5 separate regions of the Mus musculus genome follow, and regions 2, 3, 4 and 5 are each linked to region 1. Evidence: chromatin contacts called from public Hi-C, HiCAR-type and HiChIP or PLAC-seq data. All regions are on one chromosome and are shown on one strand. The core of a region is the stretch at or near the end of the contact, and the rest is flanking DNA. Distances in the headings are between cores, read along the strand shown. Region 1 holds the start of Unc5c (unc-5 netrin receptor C). Region 2 holds the start of Pdha2 (pyruvate dehydrogenase E1 alpha 2). Region 3 overlaps Unc5c (unc-5 netrin receptor C). Region 4 overlaps Unc5c (unc-5 netrin receptor C). Region 5 overlaps Unc5c (unc-5 netrin receptor C).

Region 1 (4,074 bases), core at 1,074-3,573:
ACAAAGATAAAAGTGAGAGTCCTGCATCTCAGACCATGTGATTTGAAGGGGGGGGGAGTTATTCTCCCTGATCGAGAGCAAATGGAGAAAATCCACACCAGAATGGCGTACACCCCCTAAACCTTCTTTTCTTCCCCTGCTGAAGATCAGAATTAATCCTCAACCTTTGCCTTGTCTGGTGTAGACCAAGAGAAAGTGCAGGAGGCAGAACGTATCCCCAGCTCCTTCCCGCTTAGTCTCTGCTCCCTTCTTTCAATATTAATCCACTTACAGTCCCCTGTTTGATTATCTTCATCGATCCTTCTCCTACCCAGTCTTTTTAATTTGGCTGTTGTAAGCTCTCCACAGGGATCCTGCCTCCTTTTTGCATCTTTGGGGACTTTTAACTTTTCCTTTTCCCAAACCCTTCCCCTCACCCCCCAGTGGCTTAGTCCTTTGTGCACAGAAAAATGACACCGAATTCCAGCAGGACTCATACAGCTGATTCCAGAACCCTTAGGCTTCCTAAGATCGTTGTCCACGTTGGCTTCCTAAGATCCTCCTGGAAGCATTTCTGGCTAGAGTCCTGAAAACTTCTCACCACTTTCAAGAACTCTAGGCTTTCTAGCACGGATTCCCTTGAACATGGTCAGAGGTGCTCTGGATGTGTGCATAAGCAAACCAGAGCTGACCCACAAGGGTAGGAAGCGTCTGTCCAGAAAGGAAGGCAGGATTTATGAGCATGGCCACTTAGCAGTGTAGCAGGAGCAATTTACTCCCTAAGTAGCTATCTCAGATTCACACTGCCTTGCTCATCGCATACCTCCTCATGAGGACCAGGCTTGCCTGGCCTCTGGGCTTTCTTTCAGCACCCACCTCCCTGCATCAGTGCCTGTAGATTTTAGGAAATGCAGGCTGCAGTTGGAATAAACCAGTCTGTGAGCATCATGGAAGGAGGGTTGCTGCTCCTCCCCCCAAACTCTCCAAATTCACAAAGAAGTGTGTGTGTGTGTGTGTGTGTGTGTGTGTGTGTGTAGAAAAGGGAAGGTCTCTGAGCTGGTTCTGAATTGTTGCCTCTCTCTCCAGGCAAAGCTGTGTTGCCTTCTGGCTATAGACAATAAATAAATAAATAAATAAATAAATAAATAAATAAATAAATCTTTAAAATGGCAAAGAAGGATCTGGGTGGGAACTGGTTTGAATAAGTCTGGGAGCTGCACCTCCCTCTAAAACTCAATGAACAAGAAAGAAGCCTCCAAGATGAACCTCAGTCTAGGTGTCTTCCCTCTACCCGTACAAGACATTCCCAACTCTGGACCACTGTCCTCCTACTCCGGCTTTGCTCAGAGTGCCACACACTTCGAGGCTTACACGCATTAAAATGTCAGTTATAAACTGGTTAGCAGCGTCCTTTCCCCCAGAGAGTTGCAGATTTGGTTCGAACAGCTAGAGTCACCCACTAGAGCTGTGGTTTTGAAGTTTTTCAAGGATCGCCTGTCCGGAGCGGGACACGAAGAGGTTGTGAGTGGAGAAGCAGGCACACCCGGAGCCTGTCCTTTCTGGGCGAATTGAGCATCTCCATAGCGCCCCATCAGCAGTCTAGGGGCACCAGCGCCTATGGGTCCTTGGCGGTAATGGACATATTTCCTTAGCGGAGGTGGAAGAAAACCCTGCAAGCGCAGCCATCGCGCACAGCGAGAAGCCTCGGCACACTACACATATTGGGGCACATACCACAACGCCACTATCAGTGCCTCTGGAAACCCCCGGCTACACAATATTCAAAACCGTGCGTCTGTGGGTCTGAAAGTGCAAAAGACACTCCAGGATCCCACAGGCACCGAGACAGCAGCTACACTTAACACACCCCGGGTCCATCCTTACCCAGATCCAGAGCTAAGACTGAAAATCTGGTTTCTTAACTAGTTGGGAAAGTGGGATTTAAAGTGGTTTCCATTGGGGGCAACTAGGCAGGTGAGGAATCAAGGAGCGCCGGGGACAAATAGAGGTAGAAGAGAGGGAAGACAGAAGCAAAGGGAGGTGACTGCCGCGCCCTGAAGACCCTCTTACCTTGAGCGGCGGAGCCGGTGCCACTGGCGCTTAGCAGGGCCAGGGCAGGTAACACAAGCATCTGCAGCAAGTATCCTAGTCCCAGTCCGCAGCGGGCCGCTGTCGCCCTCAGACCTTTCCTCATCGTCGGCAGAGGTGTACGGGGAAGGGAAACGCCACCAGGAGACGCGCAAACAGCCGAAAGCCCAGCCAGGCAGGAGGCTGGATCCGGCCACCGCCAGGCAGTCCTGAGAAATAACAGCAGCCTGAGCGCCACACTCCACTTTCTCCAAGGGCAGGGGCCAAAGGGGGTGGAGAGGAGCCTCCGAGGAGGAGTTTGAAGGTCCCTCGTCCACTGCGCCTAGCCACTGACGTCTCCCGGCTGCTAATGCTCTGCCCCCACTCGGGAAGTGCTGGGAGGTGTAGCGCGGCCACCACCACAGCTCCCGCAGCTCCGCCGCCAGCCGAGCGGGCGCTGCTCTCGGGTCCCCGCGCCCGCTCGGATCGCACAGGCGCCGGGGATGGGGAGGTGGCAAGAGCGGGAGGAGTGGCGAGCCAGCGAGGCGCTCCCCGCTCTGATCCTTGCGCTTCTGTGCCGGAGAGACTCCCGGGCTGCCGCCCGCCCGCCGACGGTCCAGCGACTGTCGCCTCCAGGAGTGGGGCGAGCGGGGGTCCTGGGTGGCGCTCGCAGAGGAGGCGTGGAGGGCGCGGCCCCACTCCGCGCGGGGGGAAGCGGCGGCGGGAGCGCGCTCGCCCGCCTTATGTAAGCGAGGATGGAGCGAAATCCACGCCTCGCGCGGAAGGTGGAGTCCACTGGGTTCACTTGCTCACTTGCTCACTCGCTCCGGCGCTGACAAGGGACACCTGGGGGCAGAGGCAACTGCGGCCAGGGGCAGCACAGTCTCCCCGCCTGGCGCCAGACTCCTGCTCCGCAAGCGCTGCGGGCACGCCTCAGGCCACTTGGCGGTGTCCAGCGGAGCTCAGCCCACCGCCTGGCAGTGTCCCTGAGCCGGCCAAGCCTAAGCCAGATGCCCCAGGACTGCTCTCGCTCTAGGATTTAGGGAGTTGCGCTTGATTGAGCCGGAGGCGGGCTGGAACTTGTTCGCATAGATGGGAAAGAAGGCAAGAAGCATTTGTAGTGGCTCAGCCCACTATCTTTGGGTTGTCAGCGCCAGTCAGGCTGTTTTATGCTCTGCGAGCCGGTGACCTATTTGTGGTGGAACAAAAACTGGAAATCAATGGAAACTCCCTCGGTACTGATTTTTTTTTTTTTTTTTTTTTGCTTGTTCATCTTGGTGGCTGCTGAGATTGAACATTTAAAGAGTGCCGCGGCAAAACCAAGAGAACCCCCCCCCCCCCAAAAAAAAAAAAAAAAGAACAAAATTTGCAGATGCTCAACTTGATGTTGGAACCTATAACTTAGTCTCCAAATTCTTAAGAGCGAGGAGAGAGGACTAAATCTGCTTCAGTACAGAAAGACATTTTGGGGAGTAGTTAGGTTGTGAATTCGTGATAAAAGGATGAAGGAGGAGTGTGAGGAGGAGTGGGTAAAACAAGCCCAGCCTAGACAAAAGGAAGGCGAATGTCTGAACACACCAGCTAAGCTCCACAAGATAGTGTGAAAAATCCCCGATGTTTGTGCATTTAAAATGAATAATTTTATCACGTAAAGGTTCAGTTTCAAGTGCAAAAGGAGCCATATGTAAATACACAGAAGAGTTTAGAAAGTGTGGGGCGGGTGGAGAAAATGGCTGATTTCAAGTCTAATTTGAGCTGTGGTCAGAACTGTCCGGGTGAGCAGGTCAGGTAACTTTTGCATGTCATGATTCTTTTTTTTTTTTTTTACCTCTCTTCGAAATATTCTAATTCTAATGCCTTGTGATTCTGCCTGCCAAGCACCATTGAAACCTCTACCCGTTATGTATGCCTTGGATGGATTTCATAGACTTGGGAAGGTCACTCTTGGGAGAGACATTGACAGAATTAGCTTCTTTTTATTTCCATGGAGACTTTGCCTGCCACTTTAAAATCGCTTAATTTTCTTCA
Region 2 (4,074 bases), core at 414-2,913, 250 kb after region 1:
AAAGTAAAGTTTATGTGCAGGATGGGGACATTGGAGCTGATACAGGAGTGCAGACTGACTGGACACTGGGTACCTTGGCCAAAGGTAATTGACCTTTTGGGAAAGGATAAGGTGGTTCCTGTTAAATGGAAACATTGCCTTAAGGGATCTGCTTTTATGGTGGACAGAAAATTGTCTTTAAACTTCTCTTTACCCAACCAAAGTTCTTTTGTTTAGGACACTATATCCTACACTCCTGGTTTTTGTCTGTTTTGTTAGTTTGTTTTATTATTTTTTTGGGGGGGTGGGGAGAGGGCGGCAATGCTTTGGACCTAACAAAGTTTTCCTCTTACACATGAGCTGTGACAAACCCCTAACACACACACACACACACACACACAAGGTTCTATATTTCCCTTACTAAGATTGATTTTTTTTTTATTAATTTCAAGCAAAATACACAAGCAAATGAGAATCTTTGGAGGCCAATTCGTGATATTTTTCAGTATAAGAAAAACCATGCTCACTTTAGAGATAACAGAAGAAATGTAAACAAAAATGTTTAAAAAATGTCCCCAAACAAACTTGTGCCAGGGAAATGTTAGTAATCTCCAAAACCAGACAGGATCTAATCAGATGCAACTCACAGCAGGGTCCTTATTCTATTCAAGCTAGCTTGCCCCCCTCCCCCAATGCACCACTATCATGCAAGATGGCTTTGGTTGTGGGAGAGCCCAGAATGTCTATTGGAGCAAGGCTTTATAGTAAAGAGCAAGCAGGGAGTATGTGTGCAATCATCTAACTGGAAAGCTGATGTGGCCTTTAACATAATTGGCTGGTGCTGGGAGTACATCATAAACTTAACTTTTGCTCCCCTTTGCATTGGTGGTCATTGGGTAAGGGGAAGGGCTTATAACCTGGGGTGCAGGTTTGTTTCGGGGAATAACCTGGAGACACTGGTCTTGTTGATGGTGTAACCTTTAAACTCTGGTCTTGTTGGGGATTAGCCTAGAGACTGGAGCTAGGCTCAGGTTTTGTTGGGGGGCAACTTGGAAACTAATGTTAGGTACCAACCTGTTAAGTTTACTAGAGTTCAAACTTAAGTCAGGTTCTCTAGAATGGAGTCTGAACTTAAAAGATTTGGCATCTCAACACAAACAAACAAACAAACTAACAACAACAACAACAAATACCAGGCACAATTCAGAACTGTCACAATGGGTAAAGAAGCCTGAACAGCTGAAAATTCAAAGTGCCTACGTGATATAAAGCTTTAATGCCCTCAGGCTGATGTTCTGCTTCCTCCAGATTATGACAGAGTAGGAGAATAAAAACTGCATTGTCTTTAAGAATATTAACTATTGTTTTAAACATTTTAGCGGCAAGGTTATCTTGAAAAGCTAGCATTTAAACAGTTTAAACTACAGATAATTTGCAAATTTCTTTTTCATTAAATAAAAATAGGATAGGATGGAATAAACTTACCAAGTGTACTTTAAAGATCAAAAACAACCAGAGGAATGGAAGGAGTGAGAAAAACCTATCTACTAGGACCTTAAAAAAAAAAAAAAAGAAAATCACAAATTATTCAAACCGTTTCCTCATTAGAAAACATGACCTCGAATGCACCAGGACAGTATATAAACAAGTAGAAGTCCGTGATCGAATTGTCTATGAGTGTTTCTGTATTTGTACATACTTTTCAATAAATGTTAAGATGTTGTTATTTTTTTCTTTTAAAAACGAAAAGGTAGAAGAAAGAATGATGTCATTTTGCTCCCTCCCTCCTTCCCTCCTGCCTGCCCTTCCTCCTTCTCCTCTTTTCCTCCTCTCCACCGCCCCTCATTTTGAGGCCAAAGAGACCACAAACTGACTGAGAATAGGATTCAAGTCCGGCTCCTACAAACCTCAATGCCTAGTGTCTGAGATTACAGGTATGTGTGGCACAGTTACTGTCTGAGTTTAGAGGTGCTGGGATGGAACCCAAAAGCTCTGCACAGTAGGCTATGTCCCTACCCTGCCAGGACTTTTTTGAGTTGTACAGGGAAAAGACACTCAGTTGCTGTGTGAGTGGCAACCATGATGTTAAATAGGAGGAAAGTGTGGGAGATCCTCCCTTTCCAGTTAGAAGCATCAGAGGAGCAGGCCCCGTGGGCGTGGCTTCCAGCTTGCTGACGTAGGCAACGCGTTTGCATCCCGTTATTGTTGCATCAGAGGAGCTCGGCAGCCATCTTAAAAGCCACTGAGTGATCGTTGGGAGCCGAGCCGCTACCGTTGTGCCTCGCGTTTCTCCATGAGGAAAATGCTGACCGCTGTGCTGTCTCACGTATTTTCGGGAATGGTCCAAAAGCCAGCTCTCAGAGGACTGCTGTCATCTCTGAAGTTCTCCAACGACGCCACCTGTGACATTAAGAAATGTGACCTGTACCGGCTGGAGGAGGGCCCACCGACCTCCACCGTGCTCACCCGAGCCGAGGCCCTCAAGTACTACCGGACCATGCAGGTAATTCGGCGCATGGAGTTGAAGGCCGACCAGCTGTATAAGCAGAAATTCATCCGTGGTTTCTGTCACCTGTGTGATGGGCAGGAAGCCTGCTGCGTGGGGCTGGAGGCAGGGATAAATCCCACGGATCACGTCATCACGTCCTACCGGGCTCATGGCTTCTGCTACACGCGAGGACTGTCCGTGAAGTCCATTCTCGCCGAGCTGACTGGACGCAAAGGAGGCTGTGCTAAAGGCAAGGGAGGCTCCATGCACATGTACGGCAAGAACTTCTACGGTGGCAATGGCATTGTTGGGGCCCAGGTACCCCTGGGAGCTGGTGTGGCTTTTGCCTGTAAATACCTGAAGAATGGTCAGGTCTGCTTGGCTTTGTACGGCGATGGTGCGGCTAACCAAGGGCAGGTATTCGAAGCATACAATATGTCAGCCTTGTGGAAATTACCCTGTGTTTTCATCTGTGAGAATAACCTCTATGGAATGGGAACCTCCAACGAGAGATCAGCAGCCAGTACTGATTACCACAAGAAAGGTTTTATTATCCCCGGACTGAGGGTGAATGGGATGGATATTCTCTGTGTTCGGGAGGCAACCAAGTTTGCAGCTGATCACTGCAGATCTGGAAAGGGGCCCATTGTGATGGAGCTGCAGACCTACCGTTATCATGGACACAGTATGAGCGACCCAGGGATCAGTTATCGTTCACGAGAAGAAGTTCATAACGTGAGAAGTAAGAGTGATCCTATAATGCTGCTCCGAGAGAGAATTATCAGCAACAACCTCAGCAATATTGAAGAATTGAAAGAAATTGATGCAGATGTGAAGAAAGAGGTGGAGGACGCAGCTCAGTTTGCTACGACTGATCCAGAACCAGCTGTGGAAGATATAGCCAATTACCTCTACCACCAAGATCCACCTTTTGAAGTCCGTGGTGCACATAAGTGGCTCAAGTATAAGTCCCACAGTTAGATAGATGTTACCTATACATTTGTTAAATTTTTTTTCAGTGGGACATTTATGGTGTACTCTAGGAAACTTCAACTTTGTTAAGGAGGAATAAATAAAACGACATTGCAGACAAAAGTCTTATAAACCTTTATAAAGATAGATTCCTGAGTTATTAAGGAGATTAGAAGATATAAATTTGTTTAAAGGAGATGTTCCACTTTCTGTTTTAACATTAAAAGCATTGTGTTGCATACTACTATGAATATCTTTTAGACTATTTCAAATTTATAAAATTATAATAGAAAAAACGGGTTAAATTCCCCAATTTGGCATAGTAGTTTCATTTGGTTTTAGTTTTGAAATAAATACTTTTATTTAAAAGAAGTAGATTTTTGATTTTTTCTTCTTGTTTGATGAGTTTGTCAAAAATTAAAAGTGAGGAGGATGGTTTCAATTCTGTCCCCGCCCCCCCCTCACCAAATACCTGATTATGTTCCCCTTTCCCCCTCCATGTCCAATCTCTGACCCAGGTTCCTCCCTCCCTCTGTCCCCTGTGGTTGATTTTTCCTCCTAAGTAGGATTCAGGCATCCTCATTTGGGCCCTTCAGCTTACCTTCTTAAGTTCTGGGTATTGTATCCTGGGTACT
Region 3 (4,074 bases), core at 662-3,161, 250 kb before region 1:
TTATGTCCACCAATCCAAACATTATCTATTGATACTTTATCAAATACCAGTTATGCTAAATATACTATATTTGGCACTTGTGGAAAATGAATAAGACGGATTATTAATCCAACTTTAATGAATTGTACATAACCAATGATATTAATGGTTAAAAGGTTATATTCACAGTGGGATAATATAATTTATTAATGGGGAATAATTATGTTCATGTCTACAAAGAAGCTGTATAGAGACAAGAGTAAATGACAAGGGAACTCAGTCTACTAAGAAGGATCTCATAAGAAGGAGTAACTTTGTTTATATTATATGGAGAGAACTATTCAACATATAGGGTGGATTAATAAAGAGTGATGAGTTTGGGATTCAAAAAGGCCACAGAATACTGGCCACAGAGAGCAGTGGTGTGAAATGGAAATAGAGACAAGAAATGGTCCAGTTTGGCCATTTGGATTCTAATGGTTCTCAAAGTGTGACTCTTAGAAAGGCTTCCTTGGCATTATTTGAAGGCCTTTGGTAAAAGCATATTCTCAGATCCTCTCCAGACTCAATCAATAGGAAACGTTGGGGATGGGACCAGCCAGTTTTAGGGCTTTAACAATCCTACTGAGTAAAAAAAGTGTTTGCTAAATTGGAGAATTATTGTACATAGTGCTTAATAACTTTGATTTCTTTCAGAAAACCATGTATAGCATGTGATGGAGAGAGGACTATTGAATATATAATTGAGATAAGCAATATCTATGTATTCGTGTATGTGTGTATTAAGAGCTTAATAAGCTACAAAGTGTTATGATGTATAAAAATACTTTTATTACAGGTGACAGGAAAAGGTATGAATTCTGGAGATCTAAAAAGGATTACCCCACATATATTCTAACGCCTCAATGTATTCAAATCATTTCAGAGATGTCAGAGAAATTTATAGGCACCCAACAAATATAGGCACCTTCCCATGTAGGAAAGAATGGTATTTTCTACCAAGAACTTATAGAGTTTGAGTCATAAACCCTTAGATCTCCTGAAACCTGAATTATATTGAAGCCTAGGAAAGCTTGTATCACATATCCAGGACAGAAAAAGATCCCAAACAGAAAACTCTATTGTCAGATGTTTATAATTTAATGTTATTTCAAAGTTCCAAGATTATTAATTTTTATATTTATGCAAAAGCCTGCTTAAAAGATAATTTCAATTAATGGCATAGTCCAACACTTCACAGGCCAGTTGTGAAAATGACAAAGAGTTATACCCTTCAATGTCTAACTAATACAAAAATCTTCACATCAAAAAAATCACTGCTTTTCTTTATATTTCCTGGGTCCCAGTTTTCCAGTCTTGCTTCAGGTTTTCTCATTAACATCTAGAATGCTTTGTCAAATAAGGAAACACATTTTCCTTTCCCAAGCTCCACCTTGGTTTTCTCAGCACTTTCCAGCATTTAGTGCTTTTTGCCTGCTTTCTTGCTAAAACATGCCCTCTTTATGTGGAGGTCCAGCTACTAGAAATAAAACTCTTCCTTTAAAGTTGTTGCAGGAAATTTACAGTCACCAACGGCCTGATAAACCAACAGTGTGTATTTACTTCTAACTATAATGGCTCTTTCTAAAATACAGAACAGCAACAAATGGGCTTCGGATATTAAAACCACATACAAATATTTTGTGTCCTGAGATGATAACCTCAGGTTTCATTCCCCTCCCATTTACTTGAAGTAATTACTGGAAACCTAATTAAATGCTGGTGGAACTGTACCGGGTACAGTGTATCCTTGAGACTGAATGGGTTCATGAATGTTTCTAGTAACCACAAATCTGAAACCTTTTAAGAAGCCACAGACCAACCCTCCTGCTACAGGAGCTACACGTAGTATGAATGTTCTGAATTATGTGAGCCAGGCTTCCTGTGGGCGCTGGAGTCCAGCACACACGAAGGGCTGTCTTCAGTTTTACAGACACCCCATTCAGGACTGCATGAGCTAATTACAGTTGTGTACAGTTATTTGGCCTACAGCCTTTACATTCCAATATTTGGTCAATGGTAGAATAAGAAAGGACTGTAGCATGAAGTATCTAAATCTTAGGGCTCTGGATTACCTAAAATCTTCTTTGTTACTCAGGCTCTCAGCTGCACAGTTATGTACAATTTTTTTCATTGCTGCAGATAATTTTATTACCTGTGACATTTTGCTCATCAAACAAGATCCTAGTGATTTCTGTAAAAACAATATCTTTTCTCTTTGAAAGCAGAATTTCAGATCTTCTTGAAGTCCTGAGATGCAAGAAACAAACCTTCTTGAAATGTGAAATGCCATCAGCATTACTTCCAAGGAAAACTGCTTTGAAGACGCTTTGGGAACTTGAAATAGGTTTTAGGTTATTTAGGAGGTTGGGCGGGGGCTACGGGATTTACACAAATACAAATGAGTAGTTTCCATCACATCTGATAACATCAAAGACTTCCCATCACTTTCTTTAATAGTGGCATCTCAGAGATGCAGGCTGTTTGAAGTCTGCAGTCATTAGTGACTCTAATAGGATTCATTGTGATTTGGGAAGCAGAATGATTCGCTTGTTGTACCAAGAACATTTACAACGAGTATGAATGTGCACTTGGTAATGGGGAGTTTCAAATGGATATCAGTGAGCTCCTTGTGAGACCCCATAAATAAAACAATGAAACCTGCATTTTAGAGTAGTTTGATCACAAACATATGTCATTGATTTTAAAAGCTGATGTTCCCATGGAAACCTGATATGTAGTCCAATCAAATGACTATATATTAAAAGTTCACTAAAGTCGGGTATTTTGTTAAATCATATTGGTGAAAAGATAGGATAAATATCACCCAGCCTAAAGTTGTTAATTAGTTGTATCAAGGGTCTTCTTTATAAGTCAATTCTTAAAAGTTTCACACCAATTTTTCACAATCATCCTGCAGATTTATCAATGTATCAAAATACCACATAAATTAATAAGAATAAACCAATATATAAATAGAATCAAAGACAGAAGCCAAACAATGTCATTAAATACAGAAAAGGTCTTTGACAAAAAAAATCCAACATCCCTTCAAGATTATATTTATGGCCAATCTAGAGACATATGTCAACATAGTAAAGGTAATATACAAAAAGTTCATAATCAACATTTTGGTAAATGAAGAAACATTTAAAGCATTTCCACTAAAATCAGGAAGAGTATAAGGGTGCCCACTCTCCCCACTAATGTTCAATACAATCACTTGAGGTCTTGACTACAGTAATAAGACACAAGAAGCATATAAAGCAATGCAACTAGAAATGGAAGAAACCAAAGTAGCCTTACTTGCAGAGGATGAATCTCTCTCTCTATAAAACAACCTAAATCCTCTACCAGCCCCAAGAACTAATAAACACATTCAGCAAAGTAGTACGATACAAAATTAACACAAAAATCAGTAGTCTTTCTACTTACCAACAGTAAACATGTTAGGAAAAAATTCAGAGAAATAATACCATTCATGGTAGTCCCCACAAAATTAAAGTGCCATTCAGACTCCACTTCCCTTTCTGTAGCAGTGTGTTCATAGCAGATTGCCTATGAGCACTACCGATGGATACTGAGGACACCTGGGAGCTCAATGTCCTTGCAGTGAGCTTAGGGAGAGAACCTATAGAGGCATCTTAAGTGACACAGCTCATTTTATTCAGGAGATCATATGCTATTTAAACCTTTGCGAGGTGAGTAGGGCTATTGGGGTAAGTGTACATCATTGGCCTGAGCCAGGACACTGGGGATGCCTCATATGCCTAAGGAGAAAATTCCAGGTGATGATGGACATGACCCTATAAGAGGTTAGGAAGTTTAACCTGGCTACTGGGTTGTATGACCTTTTCAGGTGGGAAAAGGTCTTACGGCAGAGGGCCATGTGCACTGGGTCATAAAGGCCTGGGGCAAGTGGGGAGCAATACTACTGTCAATCTCAGGGAGATATTTTGGGGTATGGGTATACCTTGACCCCATAGGCTCCAGGCTTGTTCCCCAGGGCTCCCTGAGCCCACAAACTTGTATAGTGAGAACTTTCAGAGAATGCAG
Region 4 (4,074 bases), core at 738-3,237, 200 kb before region 1:
CATCTCACAAATAATTATACAAAGTTACTTATTTATTTAAAAACATAACTATCAGGTGTAGAGGGTCTTGGGCTAGTCCCAGGTAGTCATTCTGGGGGTGGTAGCCTCCCCCATCACTTGGAATTGCTCAGAGACTTGTTTTTCAGTTGAGTAATTTCCATCTATCCTGTTCTCAGAAGAAGCCAGGGTAGTACTCTTACGCTTTGCTTTGCAGATAGAGTCTCAAAGAGGTGCCTCATTCTACCCTGGATTTCACTCTGTAACACAGACTGGTCTCTAATTCATGATTCTCCTGCCTCAGCCACCTGAGTGATGATGGGTTAGCAAAGCATGTACCATCATACTTGATTATAAGACATGTTTCATTTTCATCTATCTTGTGAGATACAACTTTTAAAACCTCATAGATGAATACTTAGGTATTAAACATTTGTGCATGCCTCCAATACCATTTCTATCTATAATAGAAGAGCTAGAAAAGATATCTACATGTTTATGGCTTGGTTAAAAAAAAAAAAAGTGTTACACTGGATCTTGCCTTCCACATCCTGGAAATGTACTTGAGAAAAATTTTCTTGTATTGCTATATTTAGCAATTATAATAAGACTACCAAACAAACATCTATAAAGCACTTACAAAATGCCAGGTAGCCCATTAAGGATGTTAGATAGACTCCCAGTTACTTCCTACAATATATCCATGGAAAATACCATTATCTCCATTCTAAAGATAAAAATAGCAGCAGAGAAATTAATTAAATGGCTGAAATATACATAGCTAGTAAATACCAGGAAAAGTTTATGACTATCAGTCATTATCTAGGCTTAAAGAAGCACTGATATGTTATCCACTCTGTGAAATTGCTTATGAAAAAAAAAACATATATTTATTAATTATAGGAAAAATGAGAGCTATGCCCCCAGTTATCACACAACTATGTTTCCTAGCCTCCTCAGAGATATCAGTAATATGTTTTTATTCTTTTTTTTTAATTATAGAACTGTCTAATTCTATGAAGATGCTTGTATAAATTGCTTTTAGTTGCCTGTCAAAGTTCATTTGGGGGGCTGGTGAGATAGCTCAGAAGTTAAGAATGTTAGTATCTCTTTTAGAGGATCACTGTTCAATTCCTAGCACCCATATTATATGACCTATAATTGCCTTTAATGCCAGCTCTCTGGGATCCAGTTCTCTCTTCTGCCTTTCTAGTGTACCTACACACAAACATACATACACACACACACACACACACACACACACACCACACACACACACACAAACATACACACTCACAAGCATGCACTCATGCATACAAAGACACACAGGCATAAATAATAATGTAATCATAATAAAGTTATTTTTAATTCAATAAGGTAATGTGTAGCCAGGTGGTGGTAGGGCCTGCCTTTAATCCCAGCACTTGGGAGGTAGAGGCAGGTGGATTTCTCAGTTTGAGGCCAGCCTGGTCTACAAAGTGAGTTCCGGGACAGCCAGTGCTATAAGATAAACCCTGTCTCAAAAAAACCCCAAAACAAAAAAAAAAACAAAAAACAAAAAACCGAAAACAAACAAACAAAAAACAAAAACAAAACAAAAAAGGTATTGTGTATGCTAAGTTGAAGAAACAGCATATCAAATTATGTCCATATAGAAAAAAATAAAACATTACAGTGTAGAGTATGTCTAGTAACCCATAAGACATTTGCTGCTCCACAGTGAGGTATTGACACTGGTAAAATTCCCATCAAGTAAATGACAATCAACTAAGGCAACATGAAAAAACGCATGGAACCTAAGGTAGGGAGGATGATTTGTGGTGTGGCAGGCACTGAAGATCCAGCCCTGGCCTGTTGGACTGTGGGAGGAGGGCATGCTTGAACCTTCATCAAATCTCCAAAGGGAAACAGGAGTTGACTGCATTGGCTAATACAGAGGAGGTGGTGATTTGTGGGACTGGAGAGGGCACAGCTGCTCATGTTAGGGAGGCAAAAGGCACTCATGTCTGCAAAATAGAGGTCTCTGAGCCTATGTGGCTCTTTTGAGAAAAGCATGTCCTTCCTGTCTTCCACTTCAGTAAACTGGAGGAGTGAAAACACATTTGTGAGTGCCGAGAGTTCGCCGACGTTAGCAGCCTGTCGTTTTCCCAAAGTTTGAAAGAGCAATGGATTGATTTCAAGGCTCACAGTGGGACAGGGTACGACAGCAGGGCTCATATGTCTTTCGGAAACAATATAAATTCATAGAGCTATTTCAAGGTCTCGTGAAGAGGTGATAAACTGGCGGGTCTGGTTACACACTTCCTCCTGTGGGGATGATTTTATCCCTTTTAGATAAGGCAGACTGATTTGCTGTTTTCTCGGGCTGCTTTTCTGCAAATCTACTTTAAATGAGCAGGTTGATTTCAGGGGCAGATCTCTTAACTCCCTCTTCTTCCGCTTGGGTTCAACTCAAGTTCTTGTGAAATCATTATCCTTTCTGTAGCCTTCAAGATGGACTGCTGCAAAACCAAATTACAAAGTAAACAAAACGAAGTTAAGAACGTGTTCAAGGATAGGGTCCTTGTGCAGCTGTGGGTAAGGAATCAAGCAGCCACCATGGAAATGTCGCCCTTTTAGCTTGGGCTTCCTCTATATCCTATGCCTATGACTTTCTGAAACACACAGCCACTCAGGCCAAAGAGGTAGTTTGCTCTCCCTAAACTAGAGCTACATCCAAATCAAAGCACAGTATCCCCTTTCAGCAGTTGGAAGTGCAAAGAATCAAGGCAATTAGCTTGTTTCTCAGAAATCACGCCAGTTCTCCAGGGAGGGCTCTACTTGTAAGATCTATCAAGAAAACCAAGCTTCATATTCTTCACAAGCTGGAAAATCAACTGAATATTACCAAGTCAAAGACTCTAAACATATCCTTATTATGCTCAATATCAGCTTATCTGTTCACTGCTGGTTCTTCCATATACTGAGTGAACAAACAAACAAATTCCATATAGCTTATTACCTACAGTTCTCACCCTTCCCAGCAATAAATAGGCCAGGAAAAATAGCACCCTACATTTATTGCTGCAAACCTACATAGTCCACACACATCCCTGAACTCTCTCAGACTTTTATTAACTGTTAAGTGGGAGCTAGGGGAGATGTGTTGGTTTTACTTTCCTCTCATCTACTTCTTGCTTGTATTATAACCAGATCCCCATTTTCTCAGCCCCTGTGGTTGAGGCTCCCATCACTTCCTCTGCCGTCTCTCAGCATACCCACATTTTGACCATAGTTACTGGTTAAGATGAGCACATGATGGAAGTCTGGGCAACTTAGAAGAAACCTGAGATTTTGATATGCTGGGAAGAAGATTAACACCGAGGAATGAGCTGTTATTTGGGAGGACAAAGGTCACATTCATGAAAAGTAGCCCTTCCTGTCCTACATCAGTGTGGGATAATATACTAGACAACTCTAGAGGGCACCATTCACACCGAAGTTTGAGTTAGCATCAACACTGGAGTTAAGCATGTACAGAAAGTCTAACCCAACTACCTTTGCCAGCTGGTTGACTGGGCCAGGAAAGCACTTGCCCTAGCAAGTGTTTTCAATCACCATAATGGTTCTTCTTGGCTGTTTCACTGTATAATGAACTGATCATTGTCTGCAGTATTTGCATTTGGGGAGGGGAGTTTCTGGCAGACAGCTGGCTCCACAGGTTTGCCATGGCACAAAACAGACACAAATTGCCTGCCTTTGCTGGCCTGTGCTGTGTTTATTATTGATTCACTGGCCAAAGCACTGCAAAAATTCAGGCTTCTGAAAACAACAAAATGTTGTATCTCAGGATGACCCAAGTCTTTGGGTGGTTCGAGATTCATTGAACATAAGATGATTTAGCAAGTGGATTGTTTATAACTCGAATGTCTTTTTTAACAACATCCTTTTAATTTGTTGCTACAGCAATATTCCATGGTAAGTTATAAAAATCAAACTTTAAGTGCTCATATTAAGCTGAGAGCTATGCATTTTTGATAATGATTATATGAATCACATAAAAGGATTTGAGAGAATATCTTTTTTGATATCCTGCTC
Region 5 (4,074 bases), core at 1,108-3,607, 130 kb before region 1:
AGCTCATGCACAGAGAGAGTGAAAGATGCTGTACCGCCCAGGGTGGAATGAAAGAGCCACTTTGTTAGCAATGGGGGAGAGTGTTAGGGGAAACAACGTTTAGCTAGAAGAAAGTCAACCCTTAGGCAGAAATCAGGGCAATTATTGAGCAGATCTGGGGCATCACATTCCCTCTGAACACGAGAGACCATGGCCTTCTGTTTAGAGGCAAATGACAGCACTCAAATAAGAATCCCGCCCTGGGTCAGCCCCTATCCCTCCAGCCGGTATACAAAAATCAAAGGGAGTTCTAGAGACTTTGCCTGGCTTTGCCTCGGGGTTGACAAATGTGTGATCTGCCCCTCCCCATCACCACCTGCTCCCTCTGGACCTTCTAATGGCTCTGAGGGCAGAAGCATAATGCAATTTGTCAGAAAACGGACAAATGCAGCAATAACAATGTCCACCTAAACAGAGTGAGGGCTTGCTTTAATTGTCTCTGCCAGTATACCTAGCAGGAGTTCAGTGGGGAAAGCGGATGATCCAAAAGGAATTATTTTCTTATCTTTTATTGAAAATTTCAAGGAAAACATAAGCCTCAGCCCCAGGGGAGAAAACAGGGTATCACGAGGACAGGGAAGATGGATGTCTTCCAATGTCTTGGCACATCTAACTTTAAGATATTGACGATACTATCATAACTTTCTGCCCTAAATGTCTTTATTAGAGAAACAAGATTTATGCTTTGAGACTAGGGGGCAAAAGAAACTTGGGTGTATGTAACGGGTCTTCTGTCAGTCACTCAGTCTATTGGATTAGGGGCACAGAGGGAAAAACTGTAAGAAAGTTATCTTGTTTGGGTGACCACAATTCTGTTCCTTGCAATTCACTTTTATTCATTCCCTTGAGCTTTCCGGTATGTGATATTACTTTTGGGGGGTTTCTGGGAGAAGTTGCTGCAGAAAATAGTGATTCTCTTGTTTCCCGATTTTCAAAAATTAATGTGCACATATGTTTAGCATCAGACTCTGCTCTATCGACCCATAAATCTGTACACTACAGGAAAAGTGTATGCATTTTAAATAATTCATGTGTCACAGTATGGACTTGGACTACACTGGAGAAAATTAGGCATGCTAAGAATTCACAATTAAACTGTATCACAGTCTTTTCTCTCTGTTTGTGTAATCGGCAAAGTTGGCTAGGCAGTAGCTGAGGGTATACATACAGTTGTTTATTAACTTGGAGCTTTGTACAGGTTTCCAACAGGGGATCCTGAACTAGTCATTATTTTTCCTCCCACTGGTGTCCTCCTGCCACCACGCAGCTTCCGCCTTCATTACCATTTCCTGGGAACTGCTCCAGGAGTGCCCGCTCTTCCAGCCTCCCCTCGCCTCTTGTCTTCACTCCATCCATTCTCCGCAATGCTATAGAATGAGTCCCTACCCCCACCCCCCTCAACATGAAATTCTGATCATGTCACCACTCGACTTGAAATCTTATTTCTTCAGATGCTAATATTTCACAGATGGGCTTAGGGGCTGCAAGAGTCTCCTCAGCCTGATTGCTCCTCATCACTCTTCTCCCAGAGTCCTCCACACATAGAGGTCCTAACTGTGGATCAGTAGTTTTTCAAGGCTTTCTTTTCTTTTCACCCATTATTGTCATCTTACCTTGCTTTTCCCTGTGCTTTAGAGTATCCGCCATTGAAGGAACTGACCTTCATTTTGTAGTTGTTCTGCAAGTTCTGAGAATTGTGCCTGGCACACATTAATGGATGTGTGACAAAGGATTGTTGGGTAAATTAATACACTGTGTATGCTATATTAGAAGAAGTTGCATTTGGCAAGATCTAACCAAAAAATGAGAATTTATACACCTCTCCCTCTAACTTCTGATGCCTGAAAAATTTACAATTCATGACTGATTCCATAAATGATTTAATTGCCTTAGCCCATAAGACTAGGGCAACATAAACACTGCTCTAATTCTTACCTCCCATGCCCAAGAACCAGGGAAGCTCTTCTTTTACAGATAAGACAAATCTTGGTGAATGAAAAATATAAGCATCCCTTGGTACCTTTGGGCAAACACATCTTCTTTCTTTCTTACACTCTAGTCCCTGAACTCATATGTGAATACTCTTGCTGTATCCCAGCCTTTGGGTCTTGCAGCAACTTTCACATTAGAGAGTCATTGGTTGCTTTAGTAATCCTGAGGTATATCTTGTGCAGGTTTCTTGAGTGACTCCTCGTGTTCTGCTCTTAATACCTCTCATAACACCACAACTGCAAACCAAGCAGGCTGCTTTCTGGGCCTCTCTGCAGAGATGAGAGCACTGACCTAAATTCCCTGCTGTCTCCTCAGCCTGGCTGCTCTAGGCCACCAGCTCCCAGCATATTCCCACAGAAGACCTCTTTGCAGAATTGCCACTCATCAACCAGATCTGATCTAACATCTAATTATTCTGATTATGCCACAGTTGTGTAGCGGTCCTCATTACCTTTGCCTTTTTAAAAGATAATTTAGAACAATCAAGTGAATTCATCTTTCCAGTGCAGGGGATGAAAATCTAAAGGATTGGGAAGTGTTTCTGAGCACTGTCCCACTCTTCTTCTTCTCCTTCTTCTTCTCCTTCTTCTTCTTCTTTTTTTTAACAATAGTAATATTAACCAAAACCCATGTTTTTACCAAAGAGTTGAAAATAATTTCACTGAGTTCTCTTGAGGGACTCTATAAGAGCTGGGAAATAGGTACTGTTGTTCCCACAGTAGACAGGTGTTAACTGAGTGTCTTATATTCCTGGGTTTCTGGAATACAAGAGGTACAATCTTCACATTAGGAGTTCTTACCATCAAGTAAAGACTGTAACTGAATTTCCACTAAGACACGAATGTAGGTTGAGATTTATCTGTTTCTTTCTTTCTTTTCCTTTTTTTTTCTAAATACATTAGACCAATAGCATTTTCTTTTGAAAAACTAATATTCCATCCCAAACAGCATACCATGTTTCTTTCATACACAGATGAAGAGATCAAGGCATTTGTTAAAGACTTTTATACATACACACACACACACACACACACACACACACACACACACACACACGGGTAATTCTTATATTTCTGGTTGTGAGCTTAGCCTTTAACAGCTGAGCCATCTCTCCAGCCCAAGGGGTAATTCTTGTATCAGTTCTCTAGAATCTCAAGTTTCCTCCCCATGTCCCCAGTAGTAGACTGAGAGAAAAACCTTAACGTAACAACATAGATGTGATCAAGTAAGTTGGGGAAATCACATTAACGAAAAAGCTGGCATGCTTCCAACAGTCTATTGGGCCAACAACAGCTTCTATGCTATGCTCTCTTGCTTTGCTACCTACTGGTTTCCAAGACATGGTAAGCAGGGAACTTAATAGCTCTTAAATGATTGTGTGATGTGTATTCTTCTAGAGAATATAATTTGAGCATTTTTGTCCTATCTGATTTTATTAGCAGATGTTATAGCAAATAAAGAATGTGAAGAAATTGCCCAGCATCTAAAATACTTAAACCCTAAACCTTCTGTGTTTAATGTGAATATACAGCTTATTCCTGTGCGGTTATGTGCATATAAACACTTTAGACTGTCAGGTTCCTCCAACCATTATATTATATCCTAATCAAGTGTACCTGCCAAAGATACAGTTAATTCCCTTCCATAAGAGAATATTAATGCCTATAACTTCATCCACATGATGCAAATGGGCAGGCAGAAATCCATAACAGGAGTTTGAGGTAATTTATTCAGGTTCAATAAAATGTCTTTGAACTTAAACACATTTTCAAGAAGGTTATACAGTGCAGTGAAGGAGAGAAAATGATCCAGATAATTATGCTGGAAAGATAAAGAAAAGAATTTTGGAGATTATTGTGACCTTTCTTTTACAAGTGGGAAAATAAGATAAAGTCCAAATCTTCAGTACAATAATATTTACTCATCATATTAAATTCATATAACCTTAAGCCTCTCCCTTGATGATGAGTCTGCCTGAGCCCAAGCCACAAAGGATTTATCTTGTTGATCCTTTACCTGAGTTGTCACAGGCCCACTTAACTC

Evidence for each region. A called contact is a pair of places that touch in the nucleus more often than the background predicts. HiCAR-type assays count read pairs that join an accessible place to other places. HiChIP or PLAC-seq counts read pairs in DNA pulled down with a chosen protein or histone mark.
Region 2: a HiCAR-type map of kidney shows a contact between it and region 1, with 4 times the contacts expected there. The contact joins the promoter of Pdha2 here to the promoter of Unc5c in region 1. A contact is called at or near these places in 3 of 39 promoter capture datasets (hippocampal neurons, liver and second pharyngeal arch cranial neural crest), 4 of 484 Hi-C or Micro-C datasets (cerebral cortex, cortical neurons, embryonic stem cells and 1 more) and 3 of 115 datasets of contacts at active chromatin or transcription factors (embryonic forebrain, kidney and neural progenitor cells).
Region 3: an H3K4me3 HiChIP or PLAC-seq map of embryonic limb bud shows a contact between it and region 1, with 3 times the contacts expected there. The contact joins the enhancer-like site here to the promoter of Unc5c in region 1. A contact is called at or near these places in 4 of 39 promoter capture datasets (the 3T3-L1 cell line, 3T3-L1-derived adipocytes, the C10 cell line and 1 more), 4 of 484 Hi-C or Micro-C datasets (DN3 thymocytes, the N1E-115 cell line and nephron progenitors), 4 of 115 datasets of contacts at active chromatin or transcription factors (astrocytes, embryonic limb bud, neural tube and 1 more) and 2 of 9 other capture datasets (liver and pancreatic islet).
Region 4: a Hi-C map of nephron progenitors shows a contact between it and region 1, with 4 times the contacts expected there. The contact joins the enhancer-like site here to the promoter of Unc5c in region 1. A contact is called at or near these places in 3 of 39 promoter capture datasets (the 3T3-L1 cell line and hippocampal neurons), 5 of 484 Hi-C or Micro-C datasets (the AML12 cell line, cerebral cortex, forebrain and 1 more), 5 of 115 datasets of contacts at active chromatin or transcription factors (embryonic limb bud, neural progenitor cells, neural tube and 2 more) and 1 of 9 other capture datasets (pancreatic islet).
Region 5: a Hi-C map of cerebellum shows a contact between it and region 1, with 2.4 times the contacts expected there. The contact joins the enhancer-like site here to the promoter of Unc5c in region 1. A contact is called at or near these places in 3 of 39 promoter capture datasets (the 3T3-L1 cell line and hippocampal neurons), 11 of 484 Hi-C or Micro-C datasets (the C2C12 cell line, the N1E-115 cell line, bone marrow-derived dendritic cells and 6 more) and 6 of 115 datasets of contacts at active chromatin or transcription factors (craniofacial prominence, embryonic midbrain, embryonic stem cells and 3 more).

The regions. Positions count from the first base shown.
Region 1 is chr3:141,463,813-141,467,886 of GRCm38.p6, reverse strand. It overlaps Unc5c (unc-5 netrin receptor C), which reads right to left and starts at 2,323. Exons shown (of 16, transcript NM_009472.4): 1 at 2,050-2,323. The coding sequence starts at 2,173.
Region 2 is chr3:141,209,944-141,214,017 of GRCm38.p6, reverse strand. Pdha2 (pyruvate dehydrogenase E1 alpha 2) reads left to right here and starts at 1,663. Exons shown (of 1, transcript NM_008811.2): 1 at 1,663-4,014. The coding sequence starts at 2,273. The coding sequence ends at 3,448.
Region 3 is chr3:141,709,573-141,713,646 of GRCm38.p6, reverse strand. The region is part of intron 2 of Unc5c (unc-5 netrin receptor C); the gene reads right to left. Among named protein-coding and RNA genes, the nearest start is that of Gm15689, 28 kb to the right of the region's middle. Within about 2 kb of position 1,911, at least 11 of the 459 cell types and tissues checked have an H3K27ac peak or open chromatin away from gene starts, as enhancers often do. A contact at or near this core is called in embryonic limb bud, where this site is marked.
Region 4 is chr3:141,658,729-141,662,802 of GRCm38.p6, reverse strand. All of the region lies in intron 1 of Unc5c (unc-5 netrin receptor C), which reads right to left. It overlaps Gm15689 (a long non-coding RNA gene), which reads left to right. Exons shown (of 3, transcript XR_003954683.1): 3 at 1-4,074. Among named protein-coding and RNA genes, the nearest start is that of Gm15689, 23 kb to the left of the region's middle. Within about 2 kb of position 1,987, at least 6 of the 459 cell types and tissues checked have an H3K27ac peak or open chromatin away from gene starts, as enhancers often do. A contact at or near this core is called in nephron progenitors, where this site is marked.
Region 5 is chr3:141,597,399-141,601,472 of GRCm38.p6, reverse strand. The region is part of intron 1 of Unc5c (unc-5 netrin receptor C); the gene reads right to left. Among named protein-coding and RNA genes, the nearest start is that of Gm15689, 84 kb to the left of the region's middle. Within about 2 kb of position 2,357, at least 11 of the 459 cell types and tissues checked have an H3K27ac peak or open chromatin away from gene starts, as enhancers often do. A contact at or near this core is called in the N1E-115 cell line, cerebellar granule neurons, cerebellum and 1 more, where this site is marked.